4 separate regions of the Mus musculus genome follow, and regions 1, 2 and 4 are each linked to region 3. Evidence: chromatin contacts called from public HiChIP or PLAC-seq and promoter capture Hi-C data. All regions are on one chromosome and are shown on one strand. The core of a region is the stretch at or near the end of the contact, and the rest is flanking DNA. Distances in the headings are between cores, read along the strand shown. Region 1 has its middle 43 kb from the start of Gm46023. Region 2 has its middle 28 kb from the start of Gm45181. Region 3 holds the start of Fadd (Fas (TNFRSF6)-associated via death domain). Region 4 has its middle 6.4 kb from the start of Gm45181.

What was found. Promoter capture Hi-C pulls out the DNA fragments that hold promoters and counts their contacts. HiChIP or PLAC-seq counts read pairs in DNA pulled down with a chosen protein or histone mark.
Region 1: a contact with region 3 is called in a promoter capture Hi-C map of liver, with 1.8 times the contacts expected there. The contact joins the enhancer-like site here to the promoter of Fadd in region 3. A contact is called at or near these places in 9 of 39 promoter capture datasets (the 3T3-L1 cell line, the C10 cell line, the HPC-7 cell line and 5 more), 2 of 484 Hi-C or Micro-C datasets (the G1E-ER4 cell line and double positive thymocytes) and 3 of 115 datasets of contacts at active chromatin or transcription factors (bone marrow-derived macrophages, large pre-B cells and pancreatic cancer cells).
Region 2: a contact with region 3 is called in an H3K27ac HiChIP or PLAC-seq map of embryonic stem cells, with 5 read pairs. The contact joins the enhancer-like site here to the promoter of Fadd in region 3. A contact is called at or near these places in 2 of 39 promoter capture datasets (the 3T3-L1 cell line and frontonasal cranial neural crest) and 3 of 115 datasets of contacts at active chromatin or transcription factors (astrocytes, bone marrow-derived macrophages and embryonic stem cells).
Region 4: a promoter capture Hi-C map of embryonic stem cells shows a contact between it and region 3, with 2.2 times the contacts expected there. The contact joins the enhancer-like site here to the promoter of Fadd in region 3. A contact is called at or near these places in 7 of 39 promoter capture datasets (the 3T3-L1 cell line, the C10 cell line, the HPC-7 cell line and 4 more).

The regions. Positions count from the first base shown.
Region 1 is chr7:145,110,245-145,112,944 of GRCm38.p6, reverse strand. No RefSeq gene overlaps it. Among named protein-coding and RNA genes, the nearest start is that of Gm46023, 43 kb to the right of the region's middle. Within about 2 kb of position 1,329, at least 291 of the 459 cell types and tissues checked have an H3K27ac peak or open chromatin away from gene starts, as enhancers often do. A contact at or near this core is called in the HPC-7 cell line, bone marrow-derived macrophages, double positive thymocytes and 4 more, where this site is marked.
Region 2 is chr7:145,137,885-145,140,584 of GRCm38.p6, reverse strand. No RefSeq gene overlaps it. Among named protein-coding and RNA genes, the nearest start is that of Gm45181, 28 kb to the left of the region's middle. Within about 2 kb of position 1,309, at least 26 of the 459 cell types and tissues checked have an H3K27ac peak or open chromatin away from gene starts, as enhancers often do. A contact at or near this core is called in bone marrow-derived macrophages and embryonic stem cells, where this site is marked.
Region 3 is chr7:144,581,049-144,583,748 of GRCm38.p6, reverse strand. Fadd (Fas (TNFRSF6)-associated via death domain) reads left to right here and starts at 1,308. Exons shown (of 2, transcript NM_010175.6): 1 at 1,308-1,645. The coding sequence starts at 1,360.
Region 4 is chr7:145,171,968-145,174,667 of GRCm38.p6, reverse strand. No RefSeq gene overlaps it. Among named protein-coding and RNA genes, the nearest start is that of Gm45181, 6.4 kb to the right of the region's middle. Within about 2 kb of position 1,402, at least 33 of the 459 cell types and tissues checked have an H3K27ac peak or open chromatin away from gene starts, as enhancers often do. A contact at or near this core is called in embryonic stem cells, where this site is marked.

The sequences.
Region 1 (2,700 bases), core at 80-2,579, 530 kb before region 3:
AGATGGAGAGCTGTGGAGAAAGTGTCAGAGCTGGGCAGAGGCTGCATGCCACCCGTGACTGTGGAACCTGCAAGTACTTGATAAGGACTAGCCATTGTCATGGGCACATGACCCAGCTATGACTACCTCTGACCCCCACAGTCCCAGCCTCATGAGATTCATGGGCCCTGTGGAGTGCTAGCACTTGCAGCTGGAAGCCAGACCAGACTGGGCCACTGCATTCCTAGCTTCTGTCAGGGTTTCTTTTCAAGATCCATGTCCTCACTGATAACTTCCTGTGTAGCTCATGCACAGCCTTGCCTCACCCTCAGGATGATACTGAGTTCTCCACCAACCTTGGCTCCTTCCCCTTTCTGTCTTTAACTGACAGTTTTTCCCTTGGCATCTACTATATATAGGCATGAGCCAGGTGCTAGCAATGTTCCAGATCTGGGCCCTCCCAGAACTTTCTCAGCTGGTCACAAGCTCAGCAGTCTCTAGTTCTGTGCTGGCCTTTGGTAGTGTTCCCTGAAGAACTGCAGAATTGGGGCTCTGAGGCAGAAGCTGGCTAGGGGAAAGAGTGCTGCAATCCATTAGTAATGTCTGTCATGTGCACAGGAAGGCAAGTATGGCTCCTGCTCTCTGAAGAATCATCATCACCTAGCCAGGCCTATAACATGCTTTTGACACTGCTGGATGCTATGCAGGGATGCATGGCTGTCCTGACCATGAGAAAATAGAATCTAGGGCCTTAGCTATTCACAGCCTGGTTTTCTATGATATCACACTATAAAACCCTGTCCCCTCTTTGCTTTGGCTGCTGGGAAGCTCAGAATGAAGTTTCATACTTGTTATTAGACAGCACAGTAGCCCAGGACACGAATCCTTCTGTCATCTGCCCCTGTGGGCTCTTTATCCTCAGGCTCTGCATCCCGTGGAGCAAGCCGGACACAAGTTATCAACTATAAATAAAACCAAGGCTTCCGTCCTGGCTTGCACTTGAGTTTCCTGGTGCATTTTTTTAAGTCCCTAGTCAACAGAGTTGGGGGGGGGGAGAACCTCCTAACGGAAGATGACATCACCATCAGCTGGCCTGAGGAACAGGCCCCAGCCCTGCAGGCGCGGGTGGACCCTGAATGCCCCCATTGTGAGGGGTAACTTCATCACACAAGTTCCAACGTGGTGGAGTCTCAAACGGGGTTCTGTGGTTTCTGCCCCTCTCAGGGGCGCACACACAGGCAGCTGCGGTTGCTCGGCTTCCTTTCGCGCTGCAGTCCTGGCCACTGGCCAGTGCAAGTGACCACCCCTTCCACCCTGAGTCACCATCATTCTCAACTCTGATTCAAGTTCCTTTAAAGGGACAGCAGGGCCAGGAGAGGGAAGCTGTTCAGGGGAAGAGGTGCTGGGGAGGGGGACAGAGACAAGAGGAAGCCTGCGGGTGCTCTGGCAGACGCCTGGGTGGAGGGGGTTTCCTGCCTCCCCCAAGCAAGTGGAGCCTGTGACTTCCCCAAAGTCTATAAAGCACGCAGCAGTTTTCCTCTCTGCCCTGACAATCCGGGGGCTCACAAGGCAGGCTCGGGCTTGATGGGCCTCCCCAATGTGTGTCCTGCCTGATCCAAGTCCTTGTTGTGGGCTTGCTGAACTTTCTTTTAGCCATCTGCAACTCTTCTGCTGCCTGCCCTCTGCTCCACTCGAAGTCCTGTCTCCTCCTAGGAGGTTCAGCGTTGCGTTCTGCCTGAAAAGCCTGGCTGGCCCTGCAACCCAAGCCAACAGCAACCCAAGACCCTGCTTCTGTTGCCTCCCACAATGCGGGTGGGGGGGATCCTACTGGCCAGGCCACAGCTCTTACCTGGTTTATTGCAGTTATTTACTAACTGCTTACCTATCGGTGCTTGGCCGCAAGGACGCCTAGCCACCCTGCCAAGTGTCCCAGACAGAGATGGGGAGTAGGCAGCTCTTCCCTGTGCACATGGGGCTGGAGGGGATCACAGGAGCAATGCAATGAACAGGTCATATTTGCAAGCCACTGCTGGAGCCCTGGCTCTGGAAACTAAAGAATGTCCTTTTCCTTTTTTCCCCCTTGTCTGTGACTCACACTTTCGTTTTGAAGTTCCCTCTGCCGTCTTTCCCCTGAGGTTATACAGTGGTCAAGGCAGAGCAGCAGGGCGTGGCCAGCGGCAGGAAGCTCAGCTTAAGTTTCATTCACAAAAATCCCCAAGGCCACAGGGGCTGGGGAGAAGGCTCTCAGTGGGCTAAGTGCTGGCCTTGCAAGGTGAGGGCTTTTGTTCAGACTCCCAGCAGTGGGTAGTGGCAGGCCTTGAGGGATAGAGATAGGCAGACCCTGGAGCTTGCTGGGCAACTGGTCTAGCCATTCAGTGAGCTGGGGGCCAAGGGTAGAGGGGTGAAGGCAGAAGGGTCCCTGGAGCATGCTGACTAACAGTCTGTCAGCCAAGTCAGTGAAAGATCCTGTCTGGAAAAATAAGGTGTCACACAAAAGAAAAGACACCTGACAGTGACCTCTGACTTCACACACTGATGTGCATGCATGTACATCCGACAGAGATAGACAGACAGAGAAACACACCTCCCCCTAAAATGCACAGATGCCCATCCATACACACACATCCATATACACATACTGGTCCCATGTCCTGCTGAGGTTCCGTAGGCCCCAGCCCTGTTCCTAGTAGCTGGAAGCTTGAAACAATCAGGAGTGATGGA
Region 2 (2,700 bases), core at 60-2,559, 560 kb before region 3:
CTATGTTTGGAAAGAACCATTGATGAAGTTAGGTAAAAGTTAGGTCTTTGTGTCAGGCCAGAGAAATTAGTCTTTATAAGAACAGGACCTGGGTGCGTTCAGAAGACAACCATAAGAGGGCACAGAGAGAAAGTGCTCTAGACAAGTGATGAATACCTACCTCAGGAGGCTCCATCCCTGCAGCACCCTGGTGAGACTCACGACTTCTGTTAAGCCTCCTGGCTATATCAACTACATATGTCTATAGTGTCCTGGTTTTGAACTTGGGCTCTTGTCTTGGTAGTGCTATTTCAAGAGGTTCTAAAATTTTGGAAGATGGGATCTACCTAGAGGAAGTAGATCACAGGAGTTGGGTCCTTGGGAGATCTGATTCATGGCCCTTTCTTGTCTCTCACTGTGTTTTCTGTCCACCATGATGCAAACTGCCTCCCCATCACTTGTTTTTACTACCATAATGTTCTGTCCAAGTACACAGACTAAGCAGTCATGCATAGAATAGAGCCCCCTGAAACCATGAGCCAAAACATATTGTTCCCATCCCCTGCAAGCTGTGCTCTCGGACAATTTGGTCAAAGCTACCCAAAATAACCAGTGTAAAGAACTGATGCTGAGAAGTAATGCAGATGCTGTAACCAAACCTGGCCATGTTGTGTATCAGCCTTTGCAACCAATTTGCTAAATCAATCTAAAAGAGGTTAGAGCTGCTGATTAGAGGAAGCCCAGAGTACTGCAACGATCTTGCGAAAGCTCAGAAGATCAGATGCTGACAGGAATGGAGAGAGCTGAGACTCATGAGGTTTCAGATGGGAACAGGAGTCCCTGGGATTGGACAAGTGGCCCTTCACATAATGTGGAGGAATTATTCCTCACTGAAACGTGACATTTTGAGTGAGGTTGAATTTTAAACACTAGCTCAGAGGAAGGACTTTTTAAGGCAGTGTGGTGTGTGGCTGTGGCATGGACATTGCATACTGTGTTTAGCCAGCTTTACACTGAAGAGAGAGAGAGAGAGAGAGAGAGAGAGAGAGAGAGAGAGAGAGAGAGAGAGAGAGAGAGAGAGAGCAAAGAGAGCGCAATGAGAGTTGGAAAGAAGGGCAGGTTTAAAAACTGTAGAGTTTGGCCAGAAAATGAGAGCATTCAAAGTTTTATACAAGTAGGGTGTGGTTGTTAAAGAGATTAGCATCTTTAAAAAGAAGTCAAGTACTTTGAATCAGGACAATAGCAAAGATGTCTTAAGGGCGTCTCAGGAATTAGCTGGACCCCACCCATCCCAGGCTTTTCCTTGAGAAGAGTGCACCCAGGAGGCACCTTGCTCACACACAGCTGCCTGGAAAGTTGTTTGCCCATGATTCATTTCACTGTGCTCAGAGACACAGGCACTAGGAGGCTGCTGCACTTGTGGTCTACAGAGGTCTGGCTGCTACTATACTGGTGGTGACCTTGACATTGTTCTCATCACACTGGTTTTGCAGAAAGCAAGGGTGAAGGGAGAATGGGGGGTTGTACCCAAGTTTCAAAGGAAGACTTGGGAGTGGCGGGGCCAGAATCCCTGCGAGCAGGTCCCTTCTCCCTGAAAGAGTGTATATGGAGCTATATGATGGAGCCTAAGCTATGACAGAGACCCCAGGAATACAGAACATCTGGCCCGCAAGGGAAACAGCAGTCAGTAGGTAGAGCTGGTCCAAGAGTGAGGCTGCAGGGTTCGTAAATAGCAAGATGGTAGCAGTGAGCTTCCAGACCCACTGGAGTTTACTAAGGCATCGTATTCCCAGAGAGGCCTACCTCTCCCACTCATTGTCTGCTGTGGTGATCCTGTGAGAGCCAAAGTTATGTTCTAATTTTTAACTACTGTGCTTAAGAGATCCATGGAACAAAAATGCCTCTAACTTGTAAGCCCCACTCCCCTACCCAAGGACAGATATCTCCTGAAATGCTGGAGGCTAATGTTTATGGAATATAACACGCCATGTGTTTCCATCCCCCGCCCCCAAATTTGTTTGACCCAACTGCACTGGATATACTTGATCACATGTAGGCTGGAGATACATAGGCAGGAAAGATGCCAGGATGTATGCCTTCCCCTGATTGGACTTGAAAAATACTGTGACTTTATGGGGTCACCATTTTCTGGGAACCCAGGAATGACCTGGCCAGAGTCCTGGCTAATATTTAATTAAAGCTTGCTTCAAATTTGGCTCATAATTACAGTAGTGGTCTTATTCTTGACTGGTGGGATTAGCAATCCTCCTTTACCTTGCCCTTTAGAATAGAAATGTCTATCACTGTATATTGGTTGTAGGTTAACTTGCTTTTTAAATTTTTTACTGGGGTTCACAGCTGAGAGCTGCCTTCAGTCTTAGAGATTTAGAACTTGTTGGGACATTTTGTTTGTTTGTTAACAATGTTGTGGGCTAGAGAGATGACTCAGCCATCAAGAGTGCTTACTGCTCTGACATGAGGACCTTTGGTTGGACCACAGCACCAGAATGATCATAAATGCAGGTAACACCAGCTCTGGGGTCTGACTCCCTCTTGTGGCCTCTGTGGGTACCTGCACACACACAAGCATATACACTCACACACATACACAAAAACAAAAGAAATATTTTTTCTTAAATAGAAAGTTCTAGCTAATATAAATAAATGGGAGGGATTGGTCTTGAATACTGTTGGAAATGTTAAGACTATGAGATGTTAATC
Region 3 (2,700 bases), core at 59-2,558:
TCTGGAAGAGTAACAAACGCTCTTAACCTCGAGCCACCTTTCCAGCCCCATTTGTCATTCTATACAGCCTCAGCTGTCTGTCTGGGCTACAGCGTGAGACCCTGTCTCAAAAATCAACCAAAGCACTGAACTTTAAATGGGTGAATTATAAGTCAATCTAAAAAAATATAAGTCAACCCTGCTGGGTATGCTGTGCATAACTGCGCCCCACTAACCTGGAGCTCAGCCATTCAGCTAGAGTGCCTGGCCACTGAGCACCAGGAATCCATCTGTCTCTGCCAAAGTTGGGGTTTCAGATGGGCACCTCCTTGTTCGTCTTTTTATGTGGACACCAGGATCTGAGCATGGGTCCTCAAGCTTGGGCAACAGGCACTTTTTAACTCATGAGCAGTACTTGGGTGTGGCTGTGGAATCAGTGTATTGTTAACGAAAGCTCAAAGCAGGGCAGTTAGTGTCTCTACAACCTCCGGCACACATCAACTTTTTCTGATGACAATATTCCAAATCCTCTCTTCTACTCATTTTAATATACATATTATTGGCCTGGGGGAATGGATTGGCGGTTAAGAGCACTGTGTTGCTCTCACGGAGAACCTGGATCCACACAAGAGTTCACATCCAAACGGAACTCTAGTCCTAGGGGTATCCATGCCCTTTCCTGTCCTCCGTGGGCACTTGAAGACCTGTAGGAGCACTAAACCACCTACAAATGCTCATACATATACCAAGGAATATTTAATGGTTTTTATATGTACGAGTATTTTGTCAGCATACCACAAGTGTGCTTGCCAGAAGAGGATGTCAAAGCCCCTGGAACTGGAATTACAGATGGTTGTAAGCCATCATGTGAGTGCTGGGAATTGAATTCGTGAAGGTCCTCTGTAAGAATTGCCAGTGCTCTTAACCCCTGAACTGTCTCTCCAGCCCATAAGTAACTCCATCCATCTCTCTCTCTCTCTCTCTCTCTCTCTCTCTCTCTCTCTCTCTCTCTCTCTCTCTTTCCTTCTTTCCGGTGATAGAACATGATCTGGCAGCCGTAGGCATCTGCAGCTGCTCTTCCAGCCCCCCCCCACACAGTAGGGCTGCGCAGCTCCTCAGAGCCCCAAGAGGATCCACGTTACACTTCTGGTGAACAAGATCTGTTCTGCCTCGGGGTGAGAAACGCGCGCGTAAGCTGAAGTCAACGCAGCTCAGCTGTCAAAGCTACTACAACAGCGGATGCCAGCCCGGGCGGAAGCGGTTACAGCCACATCCGAAGCGCATGCGTCTGATTTGGACATCCCGCGAGACGCTGGGCGGGAAAGCCTAAGGTGATTTCCTATGTGGGATCGCTGAGGGGCAGCCCGGCGTACCACTGCCATGGACCCATTCCTGGTGCTGCTGCACTCGCTGTCCGGCAGCCTGTCGGGCAACGATCTGATGGAGCTCAAGTTCTTGTGCCGCGAGCGCGTGAGCAAACGAAAGCTGGAGCGCGTGCAGAGTGGCCTGGACCTGTTCACGGTGCTGCTGGAGCAGAACGACCTGGAGCGCGGGCACACCGGGCTGCTGCGCGAGTTGCTGGCCTCGCTGCGCCGACACGATCTACTGCAGCGCCTGGACGACTTCGAGGCGGGGACGGCGACCGCTGCGCCCCCGGGGGAGGCAGGTGGGCAGGGGGCGGGGAATGGGCGGGGAGGCCTGGCCTCAGTGCACCCTCCACTGGCTCCGACTGGGATGGACTCTAGGGCACGCCCACTTTTTTCAACCGCTTGAGCCGGAAGCTGGGAGGTCTTGTTTCTTACTGGCAGTGCCAAGGTTGAACCCAAGGGTTCGTGCCACTTGCCCAACCCCAGTATTAACTCGCCTCAGACCTGCAGTGCTTCGTTGGAAAACTCAGCTAAGAAGTGAATGTGACTAAGGCATCTTAACCCCAGTGAGGGTAGCGTTGAAGAGTGGGCAGAGGTCACGTGTGCCGGCTGCTCGGCACCATTTCCGTAGTGGGAGTGCCTGTGTCCAAGACTGCCCTTCCTGGCCAAGGAAAGATTGCGCGGCGGCTGTGCTCTCTGGTCCAGAGTGCAGTGTCTGGTTATCGGCAGTTACTTCTGTTTTGCGTAGAGAGGAGGCGCTATGCCTCCCCATAACGCACAGTGGATAGCAGCCACAGCTGAGCAACACCAGGCTGGCCTTGGGATGTAGATACAGATTAAGCATATATTAGACACTTGATCACTTGTGACAAATACTCGAGAAGCCATTTAAAGGGGCAAAGGTTTATTTAGTTCCTGGTTGGTTGTCACCGTTGCTCTTTGTCTACAGTGACACAGAACATCAAAGCAGCTGGAGGGCCTGTGGAGTAAAGCTTCCCACTGCCGGTGTGTGCAAGATCCACACGAAAATGGATTGTGTATTCACATCTCCAAGGCATTCCAATGTTTGTTATTGTTACAGGAATCCAGTAAAGGGTCTTCAGCCACTGCCCAGGGCTCCCTACAGAGATTACACCTTGCCTGTGTCTAAGCAGGGGCTCCAGAGTAGCACAGAGACAGATCTTTTGTGGTGTCTGGTCAAACCAGCAAAGGTCACAGTGTAAGATGTAGCTTTGGGGACTTTGGCCAACCCACTATTGAGCGGGGTGTTAGGGCAGCCCTGCTTTTTCCCTCTGACACTCCAGTCCTCAGTTGACAGTCTTCTAAGCCATAGCTCGCTGTGGCCCAGGCTGAG
Region 4 (2,700 bases), core at 153-2,652, 590 kb before region 3:
GAGTGGGGCACATATGACTTACATAAATAAAACAAGTTGGACTGCAACCAGTCAGGACCCCAGCCCCATGAAAATGAAGACTCAGAGTCCCCATGGGGCTGACTATTAACAATGGTGGCCTTAGTGCTGACGGTGACTCAGGTGGTAGAGAGCCTAGTGTGCATGAGGACCTGGGTTTCATCTTTAGTACTGCACAAACCAGAAACTGGATGTGGAGTATGCCCCTGTTGTCTCAGCACTCAGGAGGCTGAGTCAGAAGGATTGCCAGGAGTTCATAGCTACAGAGAGCAATCCTGTCTCACTAGGAGTGGTACTGAATCCGCAGTGGAGGGAGGAGGCTCCCTCTAATCAGACCTTTGTTTCTTCTGTAGGGCTTAGTGGGCTGCGGGTTTGGTGAGGTCTGATGGCCTGGAATGTCCCCTTTACCCAAACTAGAGGTTGTTCTCCTTTCTCTTCTGTTCTCCAAGCCTGTACTTCAGGATACCGATGACAGTATGTATTTGTCATGGAGGTGCCATGCCACTTGCCAGAGGTCCCATCTCTTCTCTGCTCATTTTAGGCTACACCACGGGGGTACAGGGGTCCCAGCCTCCAGCTGTAGTGTTCTTTTCCTGTTCTTTGCTTACGCAGTTTCATTCCAAACCTGACCTTCAGTCCTATTTTCTCAGGCCTGGGAGAGGGGCTATTCCCCAAAATGAAGGGTGGCACTGGAAGAGCTAAAGAGGGCTGATGTTTGCCTGGGGTCAGGTGGGAGGTGGGTCTGGCCTGCACCATGACAGCAACAGGTTGGCTCCAAACAGACTTGAGGGGGGGGACTGCTTGGTGGCGGCCTCTGGGGCTGTGAGACGTTTGTCCCCATCCTGTCCCGCGGCACAGTTATGATGCGTGAGCTTTCAGTAGATATGACAGCCGCCGGCGGGGGTCCCTGGCCCCTGTCCACGGCTCCACACTTGACTCAGAGTTCATTGGCCCGAACTAATGTCCCCGATGCAAGTCTGTGGACATAACATTCGGGGTGGACGCCGGCTTTTCTTCTTCCCTTTCTCTTAATACATTAAACATGCATTACTGGAGTTCTAACCGGCTCCTCTGACAGCTGTGGAAAAAAAATAAAGAAAATTCGGTTTGAACTTAAAAAGCTGGGGTTTAATTTATGTCCCACCTTTGTCTCTCCGGCCCTTTTCCCTCTTCCGATGGAAAGGCCCCAGGGGGCAGGAGACAGAGGCTGGGCAGGGCCACCCCACGTGGCCCTGCACTGCCTAGCCCTTAATAGGGGCGCCCAGTGGCCAACACGGAGGGGAGTTTTCAGATGGAAATGGGACAAACAATGCGGTCATCTGTCCTACAATCTGTTTTGAAGGGGAAAGAAAGCTCGGCAGAGGGGCGAGGCTGGCTGTACTGGGGAGGCTCCTCTTGGGGAGCCATAGAGGCAGACAGATGTCATGAATACTGATGTGGATGGCGGTCTGCTCAGCAGAGACTCGCCAAGGGCAGAGTGTTGGGAGAAAGCTTCCATGGCGTGGCTGTGCGCAATGAGGGTGGCCTGCCTGCACCCTGGGCCCCAGCTGCCTTTTCTTCCCTCCCTCCCTCCCTCCCTCCCTCCCTCCCTCCCTCCCTCCCTCCCTCCCTCCCTCCCTCCCTCTTTCCATTCTTCCTCTACCTTACTTCTTGCCTCCTATCAATCCTTCCTCCCTCCCTCCCTTCCCCCTCCTTCTCTTTCTTCCCTCTCTCTTCCACTTTCTCCTTCCTTCTCTCCCTCTTGCCCCTCCCCCTCAGGGGGGTCCTTATGATTAAGAATCCTTTTCTTTCTTTCTTTCTTTCTTTCTTTCTTTCTTTCTTTTTTTTTTTAGAGCAGGACTCACAGAAAGTTCTGGCAACTTTGGCACTGAAGCTAAGATGAGAGGCAGCAAGGTGCTACCCTTAGCTTGGGATGTGGGAAAGCCCTCCTCCTAGGCCTCCTCTCAGATGCCTTCCTGAAGTGGGGAAGGAAGAGGCAAGTTTCTGGAACTCTGGGCTTCCATGGAAACCTCAGAAACCTATCAGTCCGAGGTCAAAGCATACTGGACAAAGGTAGCAGTTGTATGAGACTAGATCCTGTGGAGCTCTGACTGTGTGCTAGAGGTATAGAACCCAGGAGGCTGCGGCAGGCTGCTAGCCAAAGCCTGTTCTCACAGACAGGTGAGGATGGAGAGTAGCCATGGCTAAGACCCTTGTTGGGGCTGGAGCCCCCCAGGGAGGAAAATGCCTGCCCTAGCTTTTCATCTCATACTGATCTGCCATCTCTGTGAGGTAGGCAGGACAGTACCAGGCCTCTCATTCACAGATGAGGAAACTGAGGCTCAGAGGAGAGGAGAGAGACAAATTCAGAGGCCCACCAGACGGGGACTTTGGCTGCAGGCACCTAGTTCCAAGGTGAGGTTCACTCCATCTGAGGGACCCACGAGAATTCTGGGTGTGAGTGACTCCCCTGGAACCTGAGAGGAGACCGAGAGAGGCCTCTCCAGGTCCTTCCAGGAATACAGCCTTCGTGTATGCTTGATTGACACTCCTGTAGCGCTAGGCTTGACTGAGCTCTGGGGTGCTACTGAAGGAGCCAGCTTCTTTCCTCCAGCTCCTGAGGCTGCACAGAGGCCCCGCAGGCAGGACTGTGGGAGGTGCTGGCTGTGGAGCAACTCAGAGACATAAGCCACCATCCTCTGG